Regions from separate parts of the Mus musculus genome. Here all the other regions are linked to region 3. The links are chromatin contacts, called in public promoter capture Hi-C maps. All regions are on one chromosome and are shown on one strand. The core of a region is the stretch at or near the end of the contact, and the rest is flanking DNA. Distances in the headings are between cores, read along the strand shown.

Region 1 (4,342 bases), core at 300-2,799, 1.8 Mb after region 3:
GCCTGCCTCTGCCTCCCAAGTGCTGGGATTAAAGGCCTGTACCACCACTGCTCTGCAAGAGCTAACACTTCAGTGAGTTTGGAAAAGTATTTTTTTTTTAAAGAGGAGGAATTTCTAAGAAATATTAAATATGAGTCTTTTCTATCAAATACTTATAAAACGAGTTTAGGAGAAGGAATCAACGTCCTTTTATCTCACCCATACGCAAATGTTTCCATCTTTCCCACCACCCATTAAAATGTCTGTTTACACAAAGCCCAGTGCTATATTCCAGGAATTGCAGAACCAAAGATCAGCTTCCCCTTTCCCCTTCTTCCTTCATTTCAAGAGGGCCAGTTCTTAAAAAACTGGCGATGGAATAAGACTGTGAGGTTTGACCCCAGCCAATGGGGAAAAAGACGAAGTCCCATCTAAGGGGGAATGAAAAATAAATGCATTTCCTGTCTACGAGTTCCATCTTCAGAGTACACCCTCTTTTTTTTTTTTCCATTTTTTATTAGGTATTTAGCTCATTTACATTTCCAATGCTATACCAAAAGTCCCCCATACCCACCCACCCCCACTCCCCTACCCACCCACTCCCCCTTTTTGGCCCTGGCGTTCCCCTGTACTGGGGCATATAAAGTTTGCGTGTCCAATGGGCCTCTCTTTCCAGTGATGGCCGACTAGGCCATCTTCTGATACATATGCAGCTAGAGTCAAGAGCTCGGGGTACTGGTTAGTTCATCAAGAGTAAAATTTACCCCGCCTAGGCCCTTCACTTGGAATATCGGTCTCTTTCTTTGAAATCTGGAGCTAACAGAGCTGAGGTAGCTACTTGTCTCAGTTTGTTGAGACAGCCCCCTTTGCCTTGCAATTTTTGTTTGTTTGGATGGTTGGTTTTGGTTTTGTGGAGAAAGGGTTTCTCTGTGCTGCCAGGGCTTTCCTGGAACTCGCTCTGTAGACCAGGCTGGCCTTGAAGTCACAAAGATCCTCTTCACTCAATTTGCCACCACACCCAGGTGCCTTGCATTTTTAAAGAGCCCTCCTTTTCAATTTTATGTTTCAATCTTTATGTTTACACCTTAAATTCTTGGACAGGTCGAAGTGTGTTTAAAAACTCACATAATGCTTAGAAGTCCTCGGGGCATCACAGAGGTGATCCATATCAGTAAACAGACACTCAGTCCCTTTTAATTTAATTTAATTTAATTTAATTCATGTATTTATTTAGGGAGGGCGTCTCACTATACAGCCTTAGCTGGCTTTGAACTCACAAACCCACATGCCTCTGTCCCTAACTGCTGGGAGTAAGGGCGTGGGCTACCACGCCCAGCTCAGAGGTACAGTCTTTCTAAAGCAGCAGAAGGCCCCAAGACCCGAGGCGCCAGGGCTGAGAACCAAGCGTCCCTCCCTGTCTGTGCAAAGACAGAGGAGGACCAGTGTGCTGTCTAGCCCGACTGCCCTGGGGTGGGGGTGGGGGACAGTCACCGCGCCAGCTGTAGCCACCGCAGCCGGAGAGCACGAGCGAGCGCAGGCGGCGGGCTCCCCGGGGCGGGAGGGCAGCGGAGGACAAGCGCGCGGAGCCGGGCGCACGCGCACGCGCACACGCACCGGCTCGCCGGGGGCCGGAAGAGCCGAGCGGCCGGGCGGCAGCTGCGGGCGCCAGAAGGCGCGCGGCTGCGGGGAGAGCGCGGGCTGCGGGATGGGGCCCCCGGAGAGCGCGGCGGAGCTTGCAGCCGAGGCGGTGGAGCTGCGCGAGCCCGAGCTGCAGCTCGCGGACCCGGCGTCCCCCGGCGAGGAGCACGTGGACGTCGAGGCGGAGGGCGCCCCTGGCCGCGGCAGGTGCTGGCCGTGTGGAGCCTGGGCGTGCGGCTCGCGTGGGGAGCCCGGTGAGTGCGGGCGGGCGGGGTCGGTCTGGTCCTCTGCGCACCGGCCTGAGCCGAGACCCAGAAAGTTTCCGAGTGTTAATAACCCCAAATTGGTGACGGGGGGTGGGGGGTGGGGGGGTGGGGGACAGGACCTCGCAGTCCAGTGGCAGTCAGAGGTGAAAGGTCACCGAGAGGGGCCAGGCAGCGGGTGGCAGGAAGCCGACTTGGAACCCACATCGTGGGTGTAAACCGATCTTCCTGAACCAAGTTGGAAAGACTGGAGTTCTGGAAGTGTTTGTCACGGAATCTCAGCATCGCAGAGAGGAAGAGTTCAGTGGACCACTGACCCTCAAGCTTTGGGGGGACAGGGGGACTTTTTAGCTACTGGCTTAAAACGAGGTACACCTTGCGAGGAGCCTCGGTGAAGAACCCTTAACTTTCGTTCAAATTCCCCTAACAAAGAAGTAAAGAGAGGCCGTGGAAGATGGGGGTTCGGGATTCGGTCTCACCCCACCTCCATCTGCCAAGGTCTGGGTAGGGCAGGTCCAGACAGCACTAGGTAAGGCTCTCTACTTTTGCCAGAGACTCTGTCTGCCTAGGGCCCTTTCCACTAAATAGCTTTCCAGTAAGAAGCCCATCTTTTAGACCTTTCTCAATCTAATCTCCGGGGTCTCTTCCCCTGAATATGCCCTACGACTTCTGTGCCTCTTGTCCCACTCAGGTTCCTACCTTCTTAGTTGTGTTTTTCTGAGTTAAGAGAGAAAAGTCTCGGGGAGATGAGTATTGCTACATTTCTGTCCTGAAAGCAAAGAGAAAAGATCTCGGGTTTCTGATTTTGTTTGCATGGATAGGTTACCCCATGTTGGGCTGACTAACCCGGGAGCTCCTGAGGTCAGTTTTTTTTCTAGTCACCCTATGGGTGGATGTCATTCTGGCCTAATGTGGAACTGGGCCTTGCAAACTCTTTAGTTTTCCATTCGGGCATGAATGAAGGGGTCTGCATACTTACTCAGGCAGCACGTGCTAAAAATGTCAGCACATCGTGAATGCCCAGGAATCTTGCCCTTCAATTTCAAGACAAGTTTCTAACAGTTATTTTGAAAACAAAGCACAAGCCACTATAAGCCAAAAGTTGGCATTGGATTTTTGACTGGCTCATTTTAGACTCTGTGTGCAGTCTAGGCTGGCTCACACTCTGTTGTCTTGCCTAAGCCTCCTTGAGTGCTGGGGTTAAGGGCCTCCATCATTATGCCTGGCTTTCAGACTCTAGATCTTAGTGGTTTCTTAACAAAACTCACCTTCAAGCTTAGGTTGGAACTGGATACCCTTACCCAGTTTAGAGGTTTGCTGATTCTTGTTTGCTGTTTCCCGTACAGTGTAGAGTCTGTACTAAAGAGAGAGAGTTGTCTTAGCCCTGTGCACCCCATTTTCCTGCTGGAGTGAGCACTTGGCATAGTGTACCAGGCCTTCAGCTAGCATCTACAAAGTTCCAAACCTAAGTTACCCCCGTGATCCTAAATCAGGTCCAGGTTACTGCAGTGTGGAGAAGCCAAGTAAAAAAAAGGTTTTTTTACCCTCTTCTGGAAGTTGTCTGGTGACTGCTTAATTTGAGTCATTAAACGCTCAACTTGTGTAGAGTGATTAGATACACCTTTCAGTGGATGTTAGCGTGGTATACATGAGAAAATGCCTCTTTGGGCTGCTTTGCTGGTCACCATTTTCACAGGGAATTGAAATTATCATGTAATAAGAAACTGAGGTTGCCCAAACAGAACTATTCCTTGTCTTCACTAACAATCCATTTCGATTCAACCCTCTGTTACCTGCCTGTACATAATCAGAAAACAGGAACCTTAAATATTTGTATGTTTTTTTATTTGGGCATGGTGGCACAAGTCTTTGGAGAGAGGGGAAGTGGGACTCTGAATTGGAGGCCAGCCTGATCTAGGACCGCCCGGGCCATATAGGGAGATCCTGCCTCTAAATACATAAATGAATAAATAAATAAATGCACACACATACATATATCTTATATACATAGAAAATATTTTAAAGCAAAAAACCCACTTTTGGAGTTAAATATTACACTGTTATAATTCTTTTTTTGTTTTGTTTTTTAAAAACATTTTTTATTATTTATTTATTTTATATGAGTCCACTGTAGCTGTTATCAGACACACTGGAAGAGGGCATTGGATCCCATTACAGGTGGTTGTGAGTCACTGTGTGGTTGCTGGGAATTGAACTCAGGACCTCCGGAAGAGCAGTCAGTGCTCTTAACCTCTGAGCCACCTCTCCAGCCCACTGTTAAATTCTTAAAGAAAAGGCAATGGGTTTACTTTGGAGAGATCCTTGAATTAATAAACCAGGAAGATGTTTTCTGTCCTAGGACTCCTCATTTTCTTCTGTCTGAGAATGGAGGTTTCTTTTGAGAAAACTTGTTTTATTTGGATCTAGATTTTGTAATTTCAGAAGCCCAATTCTAAGGCCGA
Region 2 (3,898 bases), core at 698-3,197, 1.9 Mb before region 3:
AGGGCTGTCTCTACCTTTGTTACTCCCTTTCAGTCTCTTTTTGCTAGCTGGGCTGCCTTGTCTGGCCTCTGTGGGAGAGGAAGCTCTGAGTCCTGCTGCAACTTGATGGGCTGGGGGTGGGGGTGGGTGGTAGTACCCATGGGACATAGGGGCCTTCCCTTGTCAGAGGAGACAGGGAAGAAGGAATAGCCATGGAGGGTGTGATGGTGGAACTGGGCAGCAGTCAGAATGTAAAACAAACAAACAAGCAAACAAACAAACAAAAAGAAAGAAAAAATGAAAAACAAAAGAGAAAAAGGCAATTTTGAGTTAAGAGCCTTATTAACACAATCCTTTCAACCCTGTCCATTTTTAAGTGTTTTAATATTATATTTCAGTGAAGTGTGTAGCCGGTATGTGTATGGGTGAGTGTGTATGTGTGTAACTGTGTTTTTGTTAGTGTGTCTGTGGGGGTGGTGTTATGACATTCGTGTGAAGTCATGTTAGAACACTCTAGATTTAGTTCTTCTCTGCCAGCACGGAGTCAGGGGACTGAACCCAGGAGTCAGGCTTGATAGCAAACACTTTAACTCTCTAACATATACCTAGTTATCTGACTGACACATAACTCTAGGTTCTCTAAAATTAAACTTTACTGGAGAAAGTGACCAGAGGGCCAACTCCTGTCTTGGTGTCAGCTGATGGGGGGGGGGGGTTAGGGCTGTACCTACCTGGTCAAAGATAACTCTCAGGAGAGGCTAGCACTATATCAAGGAGATGGGATTAGATGTTTAACTTCTTTCAATATTTTTAATATATGGAGGTGAGAAGGATGAGCTGAATTTGAGGACCTAGACATCAAAGGTCAGGATAAGGAACTAGACAGCAATAAAGGCTGAGATTACAGGTTAACCAAGACAACAGACTAAAGTATTTGACCTCAACCTGAAACAGTGTGAGCCCCACTGTCTGTAGTTCCCTAGATTGCTATTAGCCCTTAAAATGGTATTTATTTTACGTGTATGAACACACTGTAGTTGTCTTCAGACACACCAGAAGAGGGCATTTAATCCTATTACAGATACTTGTGAGCCACCATGTGGTTGCTGGGAACTGAACTCAAGACCTCTAGAAGAGCAGTGAGTGCTCTTAACCACTGACCCATCTAGTAGCCTTGCTATTAGTGGGATAGCATCAAGGCTCTGAATAACCATCACCCTTTAGGGATTCCATGTTTGGTTCTTGTTAACATGACTATGATTGGTGGAAAGAACCCTTTAGAGTCACCTCAGGAGAAGTTAACACAAAGCATGGCTCTACAGCTCTCTGGGCAATGGGAAACTGTCCTGGTTTATAAAGACTGTATTCCTAAGGCTTCGGATAGGCTGGGAAGCTATGGACCAGTCAATGCAGGTGAATAATGACATCTGTGGAAGATGCTAAGGATAGACACACAACAAACCAGCTAGTATCTTCTTCCACTTCCACAATGCATGAGAACTCACTCTTCCAGTCCCAAACTTTCCCTTTGCCATCCTAAGACCCCCTAGTGCCACATGGGAAAGTCTCACTTCCAAGGAGGAACTGCAGACCTTCAGTTGCTTGGAAGAAAGAACAACACTGCTTCTGAAGATGCCAGTCTGCTTTCCATTTTATCTGTATCACCTCCATCAGCCCCTACCTAACAGATAAGAGTCTCTGGGTGGCAGGGATGTCTCACTCTCTCTCTCTGGACAGCAGTCTGGATCCGACATGTCTGTATCCGTTTCAGAGCCTTCTCCTCATCGATTTCAGTGGAGAATGCAGTAGGGCAAACCCCACAGTGCCCCACAGTGCGTCTCCCTGGATAAACTGCAGGCTTCAGTTTCACTTTCCAGTCTCAGTTTCAGTTTCTCACTGCTGACTGAAAAGAGCACACCCCCTAGCTCACCCAGCCCTTTAAAAAAAACCTGAGCTTCCAGTTGGTGTGACAGTCTGCAAGAGAGCAGAGAGTCAAGGCAGGTTTCTGAGGAGTTCTGCTCTGCTGAAAACCCAGAGAACAGCTACCACCTTTACAGCAACCATGGGGTAAGGATTTCCCTGTTCTCCACTCTGAGGGAACCCAGGACACAGACGTTTGCTAGTGGCTGTTTCTGAGTGTGCCTCTAGCTTCTCTTTCTACTGCTGATGGGGAACAAGGATGCTAATTGTCCTGAGGGTCCAGGGAGTTTGCTTAATGCCCCCACTAAGCTGTGTGCCTGGTGCTGGATGTGTGACTGGAAGCTTGTTTTGATTTTTAAGGCTGTCTCACAGCATGTAGTAGGACGTACCTGGGAGAGAATTTAGTGCATGCTCGGCTCACAAACAAAGATGATTACCAAACAGGCCCTCTGGAATGGAATAAAGGACCACCAGTGCCCACTTGGTGCTCCAAAAGTGAGCAGCAGGTTAGAGTATGCTCCTTCTGATCTTCTGAGGACATAGTCCTTAGAATGTTCCAGCATGTCCTCAGAATCTTCCAGCCTATCCCTCAATGGACCTCTTGAAATGCTGTTCAAGCTTTCTGTTCCAGGCGCATTCATTCCCATCCCTGGCTGGCTAAACAAATAGCCAGGGCAACACCTCTCTCTCTCTCTCTCTCTCTCCCTCCCTCCCTCTCTCCCTCCCTCCCTCCCCGCGCCCCCCCCCCCCCCAGGATTAAGAAACAAAAATGTGTCAATTCTATTCTCTCTGACAAGAGGTATTAAAACCTTTTGGCCAAGAAACTAAATATATATGAATAAATATATATGAATATATGTTATATAAAGCCATGTCAGGAAGTTTGATAAGGTAGAGCAAGTAGAGACCCAGAGACTCGGTGGGCACACAACTGAGGCTTAGGGTATGGTGGGTAAAAGTTCTATACCTGAGTCAAGGGCCCCACACATCACCAGGAAGATAATGTGATTGATACAGTACCACCAACCAGTGGTTCCAGATTTAATAGATGGTGCATGGGGCACTACATCACACCCTGAGCCTGAGTATGGAGATATGGAACATCTGTGTTTTGCAACTGTTCAGAGGAATAGAGCATATAACTAACAAGAAAAAAGGCTCTCCTGCCTACCTCTGAGACCTAGGGAATCAGGTCACCTCTGATCCCTTGAGCCTGTGGGCCCCCTACTCCTATTGCCCTTCTGAAGTCAATTGGTCCAGAAGGTAAGAAGAAGTTTGGTAAGGTAGAGCAGATGCTATGCATAGGTGCATGTACCTCCACCTCAAGACAGAGAGCCCAGAAGGATCCTTGTGAGCCTCCCAGTCAAGGCAGACCTTCCTGGGCTACTGCTGTCCAGTTTTCAGAGTCCTCTGAGCTGTCCTGACAAAATCTTTATTTCCCATAAGGTGCAGGTACAATCTCTAATTCCAACTGTGGGATGCTGTAGCCAGGGAAAGCAAAGTAAAGCCAGATTGAATCTGATGCCCCTGGGTCAGGATTAATCTATTCCTACAGAAGCTTGTCCAGCATCTTAAAGTGCTCTGGAAAAGAAGGAGTAACTATGAATTTGGTTATGAGAGAGAGAGTGAGAGAGAGAGAGACAGACACAGACACAGACACAGACACAGAAATAGGGAAAGACAGATGATGGGGTCTCTGAGAATGCTGTGGCCAACAGAGCAATGGTCTCTATGAAGTAAGAAGGAAATCTGGTTGAATATAATTTAGCCAATGTCGGTTCAAACTTCTAGAATCTAACCTGGCACTGTTTGTTGTAAATATATTTCAGCACAATAAAATATAGCAAAATGTTTCCTGGTGTAATACAATCCTCTGTGTACACGGAGGTATCATGAGGTATAATTACACTGAAACTCAATTCAAAGTACATGTGACTTCTCTCAAGAGGATTAATTCCAGAGATAGGCTTCATACGTTAGCTGAAGGGCCCAGGGAAAA
Region 3 (4,426 bases), core at 1,079-3,578:
CATTGCCCCATGCCACCCCGTTCCCCTTTAGGTCTTTTGCCTTCCTAAATCAGATGAAAAACCTGATTGATCAAGTCCAGTTGCATCTGGACTTAGAAAGGTCCCCACACTTGACCATTACATTTGGTGTCACTGAAAAGCGTCTTCAGCACATCTTTATGCATAGCAGCCAGAGCTCTGTCTGACTCCCCTCAACCCCCAGATCCAGTAGGTACACACAAAAAGTTTTTCGTGACAGTTGCCTTACAAGTTCTGCCAGAGTTATCATTCTAGCTTACCAAGAGCACCCCCATCTACCTCCCAGTCCTTACCCGGGGCTTGTATGAAAGAGACTTTAAGTGGTACATTATGAATCATGTATTTAGTAGGAAGTGGAAACAAATTCATCATGATGCTTATCTTTCCTATATAGAGCTCCCAGCAGAATAAACCAATGGGCTTGTTTCCATTGCCTTATCTCGTCTGGAGCAGTAGAAATGAACACTTCTGACTTGCCAGTTTTTTTGCCAATATCTAAATATTTTTGTTCTATTGAATGTGACTAGATGTACAGACACACTTTTATTTTGTCTCACACATGAAAAGTGAAAGCATAAGGCATGCGATCCAACTCGTTTCTGATCCAAGTATTTTAATAGCAAATTACTAAATTTGGTTGTAGACAATAGGAGAGATAACCCACCATCATTTCAGAATTTATTCTACCAGTCTAGACACAGTAGCATGGTACATCTTGAATCGTATTTAAAATGAAAGGTTGGTTTTACAATGTTTGTTACCAGTTTTCAGCATGCTGGCCTGCTAAAAGAAAACAGATGTCTATGAGATAGTCCGGAGATTTAAGAAGAGAGGTCTAAAAACAAAAATTCAAGAAAAAGGAGACAGAAAAGGGTGTTGCAAAGTAGTGCCTGTGTCATTTGGCTCTAAAGATTATGAAATACCTGGCTACTTTATTCTACTTATTGTACACCTTTTGTTATTAATAGAGAAACGATGGTGACAGCAATTATATTAAAACTACAAATACTTCCTAGAAATAGAAGCAAACTTTATAATTTCCAAAGTAATACAGTAGGCACTATCCGATTCACTTTATTGCTTGCTACAAATTCTGGGCTTGAAAAACAACCTCATGCCAGGAAGAACTGTAACTATTTATTTAGTTCTGCGGACTCTGAATTATATAAAATGACAGTCACCAAATCCCCTCTGAATTTGTTTCAGAGATATTCTTGCTTCTTGTATTTGGAGCTGAGTATTCTTGGATTAGAAAATTCACTTCACCATGAATAAAATAACGAAGTCTCAACTAAAAATCCCAAGACCTCAATGTCGAGAAATTCTCTATTTTTAGTAAGTGGTACAGTGAATACTTCCTCTCTCCCTTCTCCTCCATCAGCAGGTGTCTCTGCCATTCCAGCAGACTGATAAAAGGAAAAGGAGGGGGCGAGGAGAAAGGAAATTGTCTAAGTCGTCGTCGGGTGGTGGAGGTGGGGATATTTTAACATGACGATTTAAAGTAATTTTTTAAACGTTCTTACCCAGAATTTATTACGAGGTTTATTATGGATTACTCAGCAGTTTGGATCTGTCCATCTGTAACTTATAAACGGAAGGGGACAAGGGATTAGAGGGAACGAAGGACGGCGGGGGGCGGGGAGAGCAAAATGTAGGCGCGTGGGCACGGAAGGGAGAGGCGGACTTGGCAGTCATGAGGGACCGCGGCTCAGAAATGGAAAGTGTGGCCTGGCCGTCCTGCCCTGGAGTGTGTGTGGGAGGGGAGCACGGTGTCGCATTGTCCTCTCCCGACCCTAAGCGCTTCTCCCGTAGGATGAGGCCAGGAGAGGACACGGGGAAAGAGTTAGTCATAAGGATGCTCAGGTGAGCGGTCTCCCAGTCTCCCCGGCGCTGGAGGCACTGGAGGAAAGATCAGGGGGCAGACATGACCCCGAGTCCGCTTCCTGAGCGCGAGTTTAAAGGTCAAAGGCCACCAGCTGGGTCAAAGGTCCCCGGCTCACCTGCCACTCCAGGTGAAGGGAAAGCCAGGGTTAGAATCCGTGTCACAGCCTTTACAAGGCCTGTCGCCCTCCCACCACAGCCCGCGACCAACATGGCGACCAGGCGCCCCCCAGCTCCCGCCCCGCGCCGTCTCCTCAGCGGTCCCCGCGCGTGACGCGGGGCCGCGGTCTGAGCCCCGGCCGGCGGACCCGCGGGAGCGGAGCGCGGCCGAGGGCGCGAGCCGGGCGCACGCAGGGGGTGGGCGGCGGAGCCTGGCGGCCAGCCCGGGGGCGCGCGCACACGCGCGGGCGCGCGACGGGCCGCGGGCGCGCGCGGGGGCGGGGGCGGCGCGGCGGCGGCGGTTGGAAGGAGCCCTCTCGCGGCCGCGGCAGCAGCAGCAGCGCCCGCCCCGGCTGCAGTCCGGCCGCCGCTGCCGCCGCCGCCACCGCCTCGCGCCTCAGCCGCCCGGCCAGACATGAGTGAGGCGGCTCGGGATCTCTCGCCCGGAGCGCCGCCGGCGGTAGCCGCGGCCGCCCCGGAGGAGAGGAAGGGGAAAGAACCGGAGCGCGAGAAGCTGCCGCCCATCGTGACGGCCGGCGCAGCCGCGGTAGGTGCGGCGGGGGCCGGGGGGCGCCCTGGGCGGTGGGTTGAAGGCGGCCTGGAGAGGGGACAACAGGGAAGTTGCGCCTCGAGGGCAACGGCCATCACTTGGGAACCGCGCCTTCCACGCTCGGGGAGTGGGGTCCGCTGCCTGATGCTGGGTGTTTGCTTGTTTTCGGGGGGTCTGGCTCCCGACTTTCTGCTGAGGGTCGGCATCCTCTGTTGGATGAGCATGGGTGCCAGTTGGGCGTCAGGGAGGTTTTCCCTGAGTGGGAGAACCTGCCTGTGGGCGCCAAGGCAGCGCTTCCCTTCGCTTTTGCGGTCCTTTCTCCCCTCGGGTTGAACAGTCTCAGAGAGGAGTTTCCTCCTAATTCTGACCTTTCCGTTGCTATCCGGGTAGTGGGAGGCAGTTGCCTCCCTGGATGCTTTTATTTTTTTCATACGGTACTGACGTGTGATTTGAAGGAGCGAGGCTTTTTCTTCTTTTAAAACTCGGCTATCCAAGCTTAATAAGCGTGGTAATTTCCCAGCTGGATTTTGCAAGGGTTAATTTGGAAGGCGCTCTCAGCCTTCAAACTCCATACTGCCAAATGATGTCATGGGACATCATCCCCTCTCTCCCTTCCCCCTGTTTGTACTTAGTGGTTGGGAGTCTGGTTGCTTTATGATTAACTTCTGGTTTTGACATTTTTATTTGACATAGTATTTAAATACTTTGGGCAAGTTTGCTTTCAAGTATTTAAAGATTATGACTTGTCAACGCATCTGTACGTGACAAAATAGTAAAAGTTTGGGGAATATTATACATTTAAAAAAATTTCTACTTGCAATTAGTTTCTAGAAGCCGCCCTCCTAAATGACTAGGAACTTACTAAAATAGCTCACTCTTCTTTATAAAGTATTAGTATCAGAATAATGTTATGATTTGGTAGGTTTTTCAAAAATGTCTGAAGCCTGTAATAACTGGAAATTGTTAAAGACAACTCTTTTATCATAAGTCAGCACAGCAGATTTGGACAGCAATGACACACATTTTAAAAGGATAACTACAACTGATTGGTAAATTGCAGCTGTAGTTAGGAATTACCTTGGGAGATGCTTTGAAGCAATTTGTCATTCATATTGTAGTCTGTTGGTGCACAGGGTTTTCACAGCTTTTTATGTAGGACTTCTTAATGCCAATGTAGTTTGTTTGTTTCAAGTCTGGGTATGTGTCTAGTGTGTGTATACGTGTGAGTATGGGTATATGTGTATGGAGGTCACATATACATGTGACCTGGTGTTGGTTGTCACCCCATGCTTTGGCAGTTTTTTCCTAAGGTGGTTATTAAGAGGGAAAATGTAACATCTGCTTTTAGAAGCAATGTTATGAGTTTAGTGTCTAACAGCAAGTACCTTTCCCCAAATTATTTATATATAGTGAAGAATATATTATATATAGCAAATAATGTCTATTATTTATCAATATTATTTACATATAATTTCAGTGGAACTGAAAGAAAGGTTTGGAACTTAACAGAAGCTGATACAGTGTGGCTGGAAGTCTAACATTTGTTATCTGAAGCACATAGGTCTTAGTAATTTCAAGTTTTTCAGATTTTAAGAAAGTAATCCTTTTAAGTATTACCACATGTAATAACTACAGTGAAGTCCTGGCCAATTTCCTGGCATCAGTAGTATCTAAAACTGTAGCCAATGTATTGTTTGTTCTGTTCAGTGGAATAAGGTTAAAAACTCTTACTTGCCTTATGGCATTTCAAGGCACATCCACATTTGTGCTACCAAGTGAATTGCAAAGACACTCTTTTTCAGGATGTAGACTAGTCAA

What was found. Promoter capture Hi-C pulls out the DNA fragments that hold promoters and counts their contacts.
Region 1: a contact with region 3 is called in a promoter capture Hi-C map of pre-B cells, with 4 times the contacts expected there. A contact is called at or near these places in 1 of 39 promoter capture datasets (pre-B cells) and 1 of 9 other capture datasets (liver).
Region 2: a promoter capture Hi-C map of hippocampal neurons shows a contact between it and region 3, with 3 times the contacts expected there. A contact is called at or near these places in 6 of 39 promoter capture datasets (the 3T3-L1 cell line, the SN4741 cell line, hippocampal neurons and 2 more).

The regions. Positions count from the first base shown.
Region 1 is chr19:38,394,431-38,398,772 of GRCm38.p6, forward strand. Slc35g1 (solute carrier family 35, member G1) reads left to right here and starts at 1,550. Exons shown (of 3, transcript NM_175507.3): 1 at 1,550-1,871. The coding sequence starts at 1,685.
Region 2 is chr19:34,638,942-34,642,839 of GRCm38.p6, forward strand. Ifit1 (interferon-induced protein with tetratricopeptide repeats 1) reads left to right here and starts at 1,948. Exons shown (of 2, transcript NM_008331.3): 1 at 1,948-2,046. The coding sequence starts at 2,042. It also overlaps a transcript of Ifit1bl1 not described here and a transcript of Ifit1bl2 not described here.
Region 3 is chr19:36,552,311-36,556,736 of GRCm38.p6, forward strand. It overlaps Hectd2 (HECT domain E3 ubiquitin protein ligase 2), which reads left to right and starts at 2,329. Exons shown (of 21, transcript NM_172637.3): 1 at 2,329-2,605. The coding sequence starts at 2,474. Gm41838 (a long non-coding RNA gene) reads right to left here and starts at 1,729. Exons shown (of 2, transcript XR_877830.3): 1 at 1,542-1,729; 2 at 615-1,424.